Linked DNA regions of Mus musculus: regions 2 and 3 are each linked to region 1. Evidence: chromatin contacts called from public Hi-C data. All regions are on one chromosome and are shown on one strand. The core of a region is the stretch at or near the end of the contact, and the rest is flanking DNA. Distances in the headings are between cores, read along the strand shown.

The links. A called contact is a pair of places that touch in the nucleus more often than the background predicts.
Region 2: a Hi-C map of the N1E-115 cell line shows a contact between it and region 1, with 4 times the contacts expected there. The contact joins the enhancer-like site here to the promoter of Camk1d in region 1. A contact is called at or near these places in 8 of 39 promoter capture datasets (the 3T3-L1 cell line, the HPC-7 cell line, cranial neural crest and 5 more), 15 of 484 Hi-C or Micro-C datasets (the AtT-20 cell line, the G1E-ER4 cell line, the N1E-115 cell line and 9 more), 13 of 115 datasets of contacts at active chromatin or transcription factors (CD4 single positive thymocytes, CD8 T cells, bone marrow-derived macrophages and 7 more) and 1 of 9 other capture datasets (adipose tissue).
Region 3: a contact with region 1 is called in a Hi-C map of uterus, with 4 times the contacts expected there. The contact joins the enhancer-like site here to the promoter of Camk1d in region 1. A contact is called at or near these places in 9 of 39 promoter capture datasets (the 3T3-L1 cell line, 3T3-L1-derived adipocytes, the HPC-7 cell line and 6 more), 1 of 15 datasets of contacts at CTCF or cohesin (the NIH/3T3 cell line), 21 of 484 Hi-C or Micro-C datasets (CD4 T cells, the G1E-ER4 cell line, Th2 cells and 9 more), 10 of 115 datasets of contacts at active chromatin or transcription factors (CD4 single positive thymocytes, CD8 T cells, the NIH/3T3 cell line and 7 more) and 1 of 9 other capture datasets (adipose tissue).

The regions. Positions count from the first base shown.
Region 1 is chr2:5,712,975-5,717,334 of GRCm38.p6, forward strand. Camk1d (calcium/calmodulin-dependent protein kinase ID) reads right to left here and starts at 1,788. Exons shown (of 11, transcript NM_177343.4): 1 at 1,172-1,788. The coding sequence starts at 1,263.
Region 2 is chr2:5,595,203-5,599,562 of GRCm38.p6, forward strand. All of the region lies in intron 1 of Camk1d (calcium/calmodulin-dependent protein kinase ID), which reads right to left. Among named protein-coding and RNA genes, the nearest start is that of Gm36853, 120 kb to the left of the region's middle. Within about 2 kb of position 2,084, at least 34 of the 459 cell types and tissues checked have an H3K27ac peak or open chromatin away from gene starts, as enhancers often do. A contact at or near this core is called in the N1E-115 cell line, bone marrow-derived macrophages, cerebral cortex and 2 more, where this site is marked.
Region 3 is chr2:5,638,045-5,642,404 of GRCm38.p6, forward strand. All of the region lies in intron 1 of Camk1d (calcium/calmodulin-dependent protein kinase ID), which reads right to left. Among named protein-coding and RNA genes, the nearest start is that of Camk1d, 75 kb to the right of the region's middle. Within about 2 kb of position 1,842, at least 9 of the 459 cell types and tissues checked have an H3K27ac peak or open chromatin away from gene starts, as enhancers often do. A contact at or near this core is called in embryonic stem cells, regulatory T cells and uterus, where this site is marked.

The DNA.
Region 1 (4,360 bases), core at 538-3,037:
GATGGGGTACAGGAGGGGTGGAGGGAAATAATTACCAATATTTAGCTGTGGGACTCTGCACTTCGAGCAGGCTTGAAAACTGAGGTCCTGGAAAAGCAAACCAAGCCCAGAAATAAGAAGGCCGAGAGGGCAGGAGGAGAGATAAGCGCCCAGAAACACAGATACACCCGGGAATCACCACCTCCTTTTCTCCGAGTCATCAGCACCCTCCTAAACCCCAGCAAAAGGTTCATTTTACGGAGCACGTGTGAGACTGTATCTTCATGTACAGATACCGATCAAAACCAGAAACCGATCAAGTGGTGGAAGAAAATAACTTGAACTTCAGACTCTTTCCGCGGCGCTGAATTCTTTCACAGCCCCTGTACCTATCTGAGGCGCTTCAAAACAAAACAAAGCCAACTCATGCGCAGGAAGGGAACTGCAGCTGTACTGAGTGGCACATGTTCAGAGCTCTGATGACACACACTTTTGATTATTTCTGCTTTCTGGAGATGTAACCATCAAGCATGAGCCCCGGAGAGAACCGCCCCTAAAGACTCACTGATCCTCCTCCCACCCGGACATGAACCCCAGCGCCGGGCATCTGACCCTATGGTGAGATGTACACACAGATGAAGCTCTGACCACATGTCACTCTGAATACTGCGAAATTCTTCCCTCCCATCATCCTGAGGCCAGCCAAAGTCTTGTCTACACCTAGTACGTGCATATGTCAATTCCATAGGAATATATGATGTAAGGGTAGGACCAAAAGCTGAATTTCCTCGTGACCACTTTCGTCGGCCCAGTGCGCCCATACACACGATGAGTAAGTGCACACAGCCAGCGATCAGCGAGATCCACCATGCTCAGCCCACAGTCACGCGTGGGGAGAAAATCAGTGGAGGGCGGTGGTGGCAAGGGAAAAGGAAAGTCGCCCGCCCGCGTGGGCTGTTCTCTGCGCGCCCTGCGCTCCCCTCCCCCGCCCAGGAGAGGTGTCAACCGTGGGCGCAGACCCACGCGGTGGACTCGCGGAGGGTCTCCATAAGAGCGGACTATGGGACAATGAGGACGCATCGACCAGCCAGTTTCTGCCGCGGTGGCGGTGGCGACGGTAGCAGCAGGAGCAGCCGACGCTGCTGCCGCCACCGATGCTACTTCCACCCGCTGGTCCCCAGCACCCACTTACGTTCCGAGGGTCTCCTTGAACTCGAAGATCTTCTTAATGTCTTCTGCTTGCTTTTTCCAGGAGGAGCTGCTCTCGCCGTTCTCCCGGGCCATGGCAGACTAATGCTGTAGGGCGGCCGAGGGTTGCGCTGGGGAAGGGGCGCCGGAGGCGCGGCGCGGGCTCCGGGGGATGCCCGGCGCCGGGATGCGGAGCGGGAGGATGCGGAGCGCAGGGAGGCTCGGGCTGCCGCAGAGCTTCCTCTTCGGCAGTTTCCTCTTTCGCCTTGGCTGCTGCCGCCGCGGTCCCTCCCTGGCTCTAATTTCTACTGCTCTCCGGCAAAGACTTCCTGCCTCTGCCGCCGCCTGCCAGCCTCACTTTCTGCTACTTTCTTGCCTGGCTCCTGCTCCCTCCCCGCCGCCCGCCCCACTCCCCCAGCCCGCCTCCTCCCGCGGGCTCCCCGCCCTCCCAGTGCACCCGGCAGCCTCCCCGCCTCCCGCGAGGCGGCCTTCGGGGATGTCCCGCTCCCCCTCCCCTCCCCAGGAGCTCCGTGCTTGGGCGCCGGGATGCAGCACTTGACCACGGAGCCACGCACGCTCCCAGGCCGTCCGCGCACCCTGGGTCCCCGGGCGAGGGCGGGTGGGAGAACCCAGCAGGTGCAGGGCGCCGGAACGCGCGGGGGAGCCCTAGCCTTTAGGGAGCTTTATTATGAAGTCAATGCTGGGGGCGCCCGGGCTTTCCCTCTTCGAGCAGGAGGGGGCGCCTCTGCTTGGCGCTCGGAAGCTCTCGGCAAGGTGGGGTTGCGCGGCTCACGGTTGCGGGGCGCCCAGGGCGGGGCGCCTTCGCATACCCAAGAGCCGGTGACCCAAGCCTGCTGTGCAGGAGGGCGGGTGGGGGCTTGTTGTCAAGGCAATGGGCGGCGGCCTGGATGGAGCCATCGGCAGGCGGGCGTTGACTCCTGGCCGCAGCTTTGCCCCAGCAGGCGCTCCCGGAGCTCGGCAGTCACCTCCGGACTCCGCTGCTGGAGCTAATTCGCATTGCACCAAAATCTGCTTCACGTCAGTTTTGGAGCAGCTAAAGGAAACCTCGGGATGTATCGGACAGGCACGCCCAAGACGAGCCAATCACCGCCTGGTGGTCCCTTCCGGAGTAAAACTCCAGGGGTTATTTGGCGGCCAAGTGATGGGTGGATGCGGGACATGGTGGCTGGCCTGGCCCAGAACTGGAGTGACTGGACTGACTAGTGTTTGAACCCTTCTGATTTCCTCTTTCTCACTTTACTCCTGATGCTCTGAGGCCGTGGCCAAATTACACCGATTCAATGGAAAGACGCCTCTCTCTAGCGCCTTCCCCCATCAGCATACCCCGCAAGTGGCTTACTTAGAAGGTTAAGGTAGAAGCAGAGATACATTTTCCTCAGGCCTCTGGTCTCCAGAGTGAACTTTGACCTGCCCACTCTCACCTGGTATTCACCTGTTAGAGGACAGTAGGCAGCGTTTCCAGTTGGTCCTTTGGTTCAACTGGCAGGGACTACTACCTCATGATAGGAAATGTTAAGTTTTCTTTGTAGCAAGACTTCCTCTCCCTTAGAGCTGTTCGGCTGAATTGAGTAAACAGCCCTGTCTCTTAACTGGGGACACCTGTCCCATTTTCCCAGGACTGTTCCAATTTGAGAGGGGGGAGGAGGAGGAGGTGTGAATCTGCTTTCAGAAAAAGAAATCCCCCCCCCCCAACACCTCCCCATTGGTTCAGACTGGCCAGAGGCTCTGCCTTGGAGCCCTTTGTGGACTCCCAAGGAGGTTAGAAGAAAAATCTACCTATCCCTAGATTCTCAGTGCTGTTTTCCACGTTTCTTTGGCCCTTAGTCCTAAGCTCTTGAAGCTGAGAACAGCAGAGAAGAGGGTTATAACCATTGGTTGTTTAGGAGTGTGACAACCGAGTCATATGATCATCATGTTAAGTGTATTTACACAGACCTGGATGCTGCACACACCCAGCCTGTGGGATACACACGCTCACGGGCTTGGAGGTTGGGGAGAAACAGCCTATTGCTCCTAGAGCCATAATGAACAAAACATGAAATTAAATCAAGCACAAGACAAAATGATGCAATCGAGAGGCACGGTAAATACAAGATACAAGAGGGTACTGCCGGCATAATATAGCAAACTGACTTACAGTCAAGTTTTCTTTCACAAGCAGAAGAAACATAATCTAAAAAAAAAAAAAAAAGTCCAACCCACTAAATAGATAATTCAGTAAGAGTCATTTACTATCAAGCATTGTCTACCTAAGGAATGATATCTACAGTATTTCTAGGCAAAGCACACCATCGTAGGTCTGTTTACATCACCAATACCACAGACCCATGAGTAATGGGTCACACTGATGTTATGACTGGCTAAGAGGTCACTGGGCCATAGGAATTTTGCAGCTCCATTATAATCTTATGGGATTAACGTCAGAATGTCATTATGCCCACATGACTGTGCTTGCTTTTACAAACCCAGAAGAAATCGTACAAACAATATCTGAGGGGTGGGGGTGGGGGTGGGGGAGAACTAAGGAACCTCTCTCCAAGATGGAGACATGCCCAAAGTCCAAAGCATACAGCACCCCTCCAGTAAGAGCTGTATACACTGTATCTTATTGCATAAAGCATGGGTCAACAGAACCCAGCGACACTGTCCTGTGCCCCTTCTGTATCGTTTCCTTTCTCCTTCTCCATCTCCCTCTCTTTCCGTTTGATCAAAGACAGGCAATTCCAATCTCATAAGAAAAGCAGAGATAAGGACCTGGGAGATGGTTCAGTAGGTAAAGTGCTTGTCTTGCACATGTGAGGACCTAAGTTTGATCCCCCCGAATCCAGGTGGTTTGGAGTATATTTTTTGTTTCTGTTTTTAGCAATAATAATAATAAGATAATAATAATAAACCAGCTGCGGTGACAAACACTTGTAATCCCAAGGCTAGGAAGGTGGAGATGAGAGAATTCTGGAACACAGTGCCCACCCAAACAGCCAGCCTAGCCTACTTGGTGAGTTCTAGGCCAGTAAGAGATCATTAAAAATACTACTAATAAAAAGTGAAGTGGATGGTCGATGAGAGTGGCAACTGAGGTTGTCCTTTCTCCTACATACACACACACACAGCCATGCCCGTTTCCTACCAAGCCACACAACGCTCCTTGAGAGCAAGCCCATGACATTCCCAT
Region 2 (4,360 bases), core at 834-3,333, 120 kb before region 1:
CAGCGTGGCATGCTCAGGCAATAGTGACCAGGCTTTCACAACCATTAGAAATCCACCCTGGCCTACCCTTGCAGTCTATAACTGGGTACCCAGTATTCCAACAATCAGACCAATAAATCATTTCCTGTACAGATTGGCTCAGGTAACTTGAAAATGTTCCAGTTTCATAGATATTTAGAGACCAATGAGTACTGTACTAAGAGCTACAAATACAGAGGAAACCCAACGTCGAGTGGATTCCCCCATCCCAGCTCCTCTCTGAGTTTTGGATAGGAATACAAGAAAGGGCCTGGCTCCTTCCACCTCCAGAGTGAAGTCTGCAGAGAATCTGAGTCCTATATTATCCCTTCTCACCACCCACGGCACTCTCAGAAGCAACCAGCATGGTCATAATCCATCTGACATACAAGTAAAACATGAACAAAGACTTGGGAACTTAAGGTGGCTGCCATCTCTACTCACCCAGCATACAGCAAAGCTGGTAATACTCACTGACTCTAATATCTTCTTATCTATGACTCTTAGCCAAAATAATATGTTCAGAAGTGCCCTTCCTATGGGAGGGAACAGTAAGTTTCCAAATACACGCCATACACAGAGAGCTGGGCGGGGAGGATTGAGGTCACTTTCTGTTTGGGATTGGCCCTGCTTGGCCCTGCTTTGCCCTGCATTGTGTTTCTTTGCTTCTGTGCATAATAGAAGATGTCATCTTGGCCTTGATAAAGAGCAAGCGGCGATAACGCCACACAGCCAAGATCTAGCTTTGTCATGAGAGGCATAATTAAATTCTCATAAACCAGACACTACAACTGGCCCATCTGCTTCTCCTCTTAGTCATTCTCTGCTGTACAACCCTGCTGAGCAAGCAGGAAGGGATGGGCATTGCTTGCAATGAACATAGAGATCTTGCTCTATAGACTGTAGGAAAAGTCTCCTCTAAGAAGTGAAGTGTCAGAGACAGAAGTAACAGGGATGATGGTACAGGTAACACTGAGAAGTTGCTAAGCCTTAGTGTTATACACTATAGATTCATGATCTTAAAAATTGCAAAGCAGGATTAATGCTGACAGACAGACAGATATTTTGAAGCTTTGTATGTGCACACACCCCTAGAGCAGGCCACTCACTACAAGCAACTAGCACATCTGTTACTGTTAGACACATACACACACACACACACACACACACACACACACACACATGCCTCAGCAAGTACAGGAAAGCACAAGCCTTGTGGGGCTATTGAAGCTGTAAGATCTCTAACATACATCCATGTCCTACCAGCCGAATGTCCTCAGAAGCAATGTTAACTCTCCTTGAATAAAGCCCATGATCCTAGAGCCCATTATACTATAGTCTCTGCCCTAAGAATTCAGATTATCACTGTAACATTGCCATACAGCAGGAGAGCAAGAAAAAAATGTTCTTTAACCCCTCCCCCAACCTCTGTGTGTGTGTGTGTGTGTGTGTGTGTGTGTGTGTGTGTGTGTGTTAGGAGTCTCCTTCAATCACTCTTCACATTATTTTTTTAAGGAGTATTTCTCACTGAACCTGAAGCCCCAGAATTCCGCTAGACCTGCTGGCTAGCAGGCCCTGGGATCCAACTGTCCCTGGCTCTCACTGCCCGAGGTAAAGACATAGACTGTCACATTCAGTGGTTTAGCTGGGTGCTGGGGATCCAAAGTCAGGTCCTCACGCTTTCTAGCAAGCACTCTGCCTGCGGAGTCAAAGCAATATTCAAACGTGATCGTCCACCTTCTGCTCTGTACTACTGAAGCCCACATCCTAATTCTGCATGGCCGGCCCGGCAGTAACAGGAAGAAGGGAAGCAGAGGCGGCTGAGGAAGCAGCACACTCGGTTAGCTCTGCATGACATGTATTTATTCACACGGTGGAGCCTGCGAGCGAAGGGCTCGGATCTCTGCTTGCTGATGTTCCCACCCATTCTCCCACCAGCCCACTCTGCTTCCACATCCTTGCTCACTTGTGTGCCCCCTTCCCTCCTCTCCTTACCTGCTTTCTCCTCCCTTGATAAAAGTAGCCAGGCTGCCAGACAGCTGTGACACATGCCAACAGGGAACCTGTACTCAGGTGTAAATCCAGCTTCCAGGAGGGGCTTTTTTTTGTTTGTTTCATGCATCTCATTGAATATATTTAAATACATTATATACAGCCCCTGGCTGCAGGAGGCAGAAAGAAAAGCAAGTGCTCTTTCTGAACTCCCAGCAGTAAATAGAGAAGGCACGGGTGTGTGTGTGTGTGTGTGTGTGTGTGTGTGTGTGTGTGTGTATACATGTGTGTGTCTGTGTGTGTCTATGTGTGTCTACGCACACAAAACCACATATGTACATATAAAGATATATACACCCTTATGTACATATATTCATATATACATATGTACTTACATGTATGTATTCATGTAGGTGTACGTATGAGCACATAATACATATACACATACATGTATACATTCACATGTATATACACATGCATGTGTGAGCACACGTACACACACAATTCACTGGGTGGACAACAGTGCAATATGATTAAACATGTACTAAGGGGGGAAATGCATCAATGCTGGTCTTAAGGAACCCTGAGCTGGCACCCAGTTCCTCTCTGAAGGGAAGATGGACTCCAAAGGGGAAAGACTGAAAATGTTGCCACAGAAATGAACAGGATCTCTGATGCCACAAAACTCTAAGTCTGGGCCCAGAGCCACGAAGCCACGGAGTCATGGAGCCACATCCTAAGCCTGCCTTTTTTCGGATGCTGCTGGAGTCACTCTTTCTGGCCACACCCCAGGTCAGCACCTGGGCAGGCTACAAGGCCTCACATTTATCACATGAGCTTTGAGCTTAGGAGTTTGTACTCTGGTGACAAAGTCCCCAGAGTGAGGCCTGCCTCTGCTGCTTCAGGGGACCTTAGGCTTCCATTCCTCCTTTGTAACTCAGAGATTGAGGACAGCTCTTGCCTGTGGGACATGGGAGGACATGGTACACTCTCAATACTACTACATAAAGGTCACCTTCTGTTCCCTGGGCCTTGTCATCACTTCAGCTAGGTTTAAAAGCCAAACATTTCATCTCTTGGCCCCCAATCTACATACAGGTAAACTGAGGAACAGGCTAGTAACTGGCAGTGTCTCTGTCCTTCAGGCATAAGTTGACACCATGACAAGTTCCTTTCACCTGCCTGGAGTCTCAGTATTACAGACTAGCCTTTCTCCAACCAATCCTGCTACCACCAAGGGCAACTCTTCCTAAAACACTGCCCACCCTGGCCTTCCTCTGCCCCAGAGTCAACCATGCACCCTCTTTATTTACAGTTCAGCATCTCCACTTTTCCAAGCACAGCCTTCGGCTCCACTGCAGGGCACACTCACCATTCTGTTCCTCTATACTGGCTCCCAACTCCCAGCCTCATGCTGGTCACGCGGTGCCTCGTGGTTGCTCCAGCATCCCCTCAACTCTTCCCACATCTGTGATGGCACCCACTCATCCTCCATCACCCTCCTCCACTCTCTCAGAGCACCCAGGCACCCACCAGGACCTAGCATGGTATCACTTAGCAACTGTCACCCGCTGTGCTAGTAAGATCTTATAGCTTTGGGCAACACATCCTTGGCATGCAACAAGGCTTCTCAACCTTAGCACCACTGGCTGGGTTGGATAACACTGTGGGGGAGGATGCCAGTTCTGTGCACTAGGATCTAGCAGTGCTCTTGATGACTACCCACTTACACAAGTAACAGCACATACAACTACCAAATGCCCCTCAAATGTTACCACATGCCATGGGGAGAGCACCCCCCAATTAACAAGCCCTAGGATATACTCATGTCTGTCTTTACATATCATATGAACACTAGACTAACAGATTCTAATTCTTCTAAGCACCACCAGGACAAGACTGCACACGGTGTGAATACATGACATGAGTACATGCATGAGTGGGTACATGTGAAGCAAAGGGCATGGCAAGGCTTTACAGGAGCCCTGAGCATGGGACCCAGACTTGAGCGCACACAAAAATCCTCCCTGCTCTTGATAAACATTACAAACAACACGCAAAAACTTCTGAATCACCGCACTATCTGGGGGTCTAAGCCAGTGCACATTGCTTTGGATATAATGAGCTCAGTTAAATTTTAGAGAGTGAATAATTTCTACCCCAGAGCACTATTTGCTGGAGAGAGAGAAAAAAAATCACAGCTAATATAATCGGGAGTCACTAGTGCCCACACAGGTTAGGCTGAGCACATTTTCATCTTTCTTGTGCTTTCTCTCTTTGCTTAGTGAACAGAAGGGATGGAAGTTGAGAAGCTGTGTGGAGTCACAGAACGGACGGGGGACTTGGAGTC
Region 3 (4,360 bases), core at 592-3,091, 75 kb before region 1:
CTGATCAAACAACCTCAGGTCATAAGCAAAGGATGGGCTTGGTCCCCAGTCCCACATACCCTTTAAGTTGTCACAGTCTCAAAACCTACCACAGAAAGCTGCTATTTGGCTAACTTTCTGCTTTGCTCTCTTTAATTTAATCCCTGACTCTACCTAGCTCACTGGACGTTCAAGATGGGCCCTCCTTATTTATCTAAACCTCTCTGGATAAATCCTCAGAAATAACCAGAGTGTGTGGTGATTCTAAATCCAGTCAAGTTGACAATGAAGATAAACTGTTCCGTCACAAATCCCCAAAGGGCAGTACAACGTACAACAGTTTGAATATGCTTGACCCATGGGAAGTGGTACTATTAGGAGGTGTGGCCTTGTTGGAGTAGCTGTGTCGCTGTAAGGGTGGGCTTTGAAGTCTTATGCTCAAGCTTCACCCAGTGTGGAAGAGACCCTCTTCCTGGCTGCCTGAAAACGACAGTCTCCATCTGGCTGCCTTCAGATCTGATGTAGAACAGCAGCTTCTCCAGCACCATGTCTGCCTGGATACCGCCAAGCTTGCACACTGTAAGCCTGCCCCAGTGAAGTGTTTTCTTTTAGAAGAGTTGTCTCTTCACAGCAATGGAAACCCTAACTAAGACAGGTAGGCTCTTATCTGAGAGACAACTGAAGTCAACTATCTGAGAGACAATTGTAAGACAGAGAAAGTTCATGTGTGTGTCTTCATCATTATATCAAGTGATGAAAATGAAGTAAAGGAATTTATAAGGCTGGAAGAAAAAGGAGCAAAAGGAGAAAGAGGAGAAAGAGGAGGAGGAGAAGAAGGAGAAGGAGGAGAAGGAGGAGAAGGAGGAGAAAGAGGAGGAGAAGGATGAGGAAGAGGAGAGGAAAAAGGAAAGGAAAAGGAAGCAAACAGGATAGGATGTAGGACAGAAGAGGAGCCACACCACCACAGTGCTAAGACATTACTCTTCATTTTTATAAAATTTGTTTTTTAACTGACATGTAAATTGCATGGGTCATATTAATTGTACATATGAACTATACATGCTAATTAACTATACATACTAATGGGATACCACACCAGTTAATCGCCACCCTCTTAGATCTGTCTTCCACCATCCATCCTATCTTGGGAGATCAAGCCTGGCAGATGGTATTGTGCTGGTTTCTCTGGCTTTGAGACAGCCAATGGGAGGGTTTCTAAAGAGCAGTGAACAAGAGGAGAAAGATGAAGTGGCCTTCCCTGAGTGGTCTTTGCTTTAGTGCATGGGTCCAGCAACACCTGTCCCTACCCTACTCCCTCTGGAAAACCATTCTGCCTCAGCTAGAGAGCTTCCCAGGTTCCTCCCTGACGCTATGGGCCTGGAGGTGGTCCTAGTCTTTGGGCAGCTGGGTAACTCTGGCCAGCTCCTTTAGCTCTATTGTATTAGTCTATTTTGCATTGCTGTAACAAAACACCCACACAACAACTGGTGGGCACGTTAGTTTAGGCACCCAGCACAGTAGGGAGGCATGATGGAAGGATTCGGGCTATAGCCTCCTGGCCATATAGTAGGGGCTCTTCCCATCACTGCAGATCAGGCAGGAAGCAGGGGATGTCAGGAACCTGGGACAGACTATAAAGTTCAAAGGTCAAACCCTAGAGATCTACTTCTGACAACTAGGCCCCACCTCCTAAAGGTTCTATAACACACACCCACACACACAAAGCAGTGACACTATCTAGGAAATCAACATGCAAAATATGAACAGATGAGACACATTTCTGATTCATCTACAGCACTTATCTCTGGCTCTGTAACCTACTCCTCCATCAGTCACTTCACCTGACCTAGCACCACCAGTTCAGTTTCCTCCTGAGCCTCCTGTAACACCAGAAACTGAGCTGTCCTCAGCAAACCTCCACAGTGAGATCACAGCACCCTCAACAAGGAAGCCCTAAGCAAGGGGAGGTACTTTCTTGGAGCCAGGCTCGATTCCATGTCAGACCTAACTATTCCATGCTTTGAAGATGTTTTATTAAGGAGAATTCATTGCAGTGCTCAAATAATAATAGCTAATTGTGAACAGTGTGCAGAGAAAATAGTAAAATAATACTAGAACCAGCTAGAGCTGGCTAATGTTTAAAAGGTGACGTGTACCTGGCAGTGGGCTGCTTGCTGGAATAAGCACAGCAAGCTCCAATTATTTAATAGCAGGATGGGAATTTTATAGTCCCACTGTGTATATACACCACGATGTCTCTTTATCCATTCCCGTTTGTCCAATAAATCTTTATCAAGCATCTAAGATTCCAAAAGCACTAAATTACCCTCAGAACCCAGCGACCAAGGCATTGTGTTTGTCTTCAGATTAGAATCTAGTTGGGTAGAAAAACAAGTAAGGAATTAACCGTGATTAAAAGGCACACAGAGCTGAGTAGAGAGCTGGGAGACAAGGGGGAAGGAAGCCTTACCTAGTGTTGGGTAAGAAAGCAAGCTTCCTGGATGGAAGGAAGTCAAAGACGGAGGGGCAGGGGCTGGGGAAGTGACTGTCCTGGGAGCATAAGGACCCCAGCTTGGATCCCAAGCAACCACTTAAAAAGGCAGTGTGGTAGCATGCATGTGACTCCAGTGCTGGGCGGGTCAGAGACGGACAACCCGGAAGCTCATTGTCAAGTCCACCTAGGTGGTCTGATGAGCTTCTTACCCAGTAAGAGACCCCACCCCAAGGACTAAGGAGGTGAGGGGTAACAAAGACACGCAACACCAACCTCTGCCTTCCACACACACACACACACATTCACCACACACACCACCCCACACACCACACCACCACCCCACACACATACACACACTATTAAAACCAAAATAATTAATTCCATTTAAAAAAAACAGAACAGGTGGGAGCCAGAATATTTACTAGCTTTCAGACTCCAGCAGCTGGAGGAGACGGTGAGGCTGTTCAGAGATGGGGGACTTAGGAGACAATCACACTGGGATGGAGAAGCCAAGGATGAAGAGATCTCTTTGAGATAACATCGGCATGGTTACCTAGAAATGTCCAGGGAAGTGTGCAGAAGGGCTATAGCTCAGGAAGGGACAGGTAGAAATGGAAATGTAGAATTGCCTACAGACACCATCACTCAAGTGCCCATTGGATTAGATAACGGTCAGTACACTGAAAAGTCCCCACAGGAGCTTAGGCTACAGCTGCACGAAGACACTGGAGGATGAAGACGTGAGGAGGGTACATTTGCCCCTCCCTGAAAGATACATCCCAACCATCTGGGTAATGCCAAACAAGACAGGACAGGTCACTGTAACAGAAGATGCCAGGCATGCTGAACAAAAACCAAAGCTACCTGGACAGCAGCAGCAGACTGCGCTCACCGCAGATACCTAGCATTCAAGATATTTTCTTTGATTTTTGGCACCACAGAAACCAAATCCAAAATCATCCAAATTAGCCAGGCAAAGGCATTCATGGTCTGGATAATGCTGGGGAGAAAAGCTACTGTTATCTGAACCTGAGATACACCATCGTTAACTCAGCAGCTCCCATCTGGACAAAAGAGGATGGGCTGTCACCACCAATACACCGGAGTTGCTGTGTGCCTGCACAGTCTGCCAACTTGGTCACAAATCTCAAAACATGCAGGAGCCCCAGGATTTATCTGTCATAAAGTACAATTCAAAGGCCCTTTCCTTATGCTACCCTTAGGCAGTCATACTCATCATATTGGATTAGAGCCATGGGCAGTAAGTACACAAGAAAACAACTCAAGTCCCAGAAGTCTGAGAAGGCAGCAGGCACGGCTCTGCTGCCTCCGTTTCTCTGTGTCCTTAAACCAGCTGTGCGCTTGCTTCAGCAGCACAGATACTAAAATTGGAACGACAGAGACCAGCATGGCCCTGCACACTCATGAAGCATTCCAGATTCTAACCAGAAGGAGGATATGAAAATGGAAGAAGAGATACAAGGAGAGGCGAAAGAGCCAAACAGGCAAGAGGAAGGGAGAGGGGGGAGACAGAATAGTGCCTGTTCTTCTATGCAGAATCTAGATTTAACTAGATTCATGCATGCACATGTGCATACGTACATACATACAATAACATATAATAAAATGGCATAATAAAACCTGCTATTTTATACATGCATACATACTTAAATTTTTTATGCATGGAAAACATAGGAAAAGTGCCCTTTGTGATAAAGGTAAAGGACCTTAGATCTCTGTAAGAAAATTAAAATCCCAAACAATATAGCTTTCAAACTAGGGAAGGAGCTCCTAGTGATAGTGGGTCCTCACTTTGACTGGATCTAGAACCACCTAGGAGATGCCTCTAGGTTTGGGGGGATTTTTAAGACTTATTTTTATTTCTCA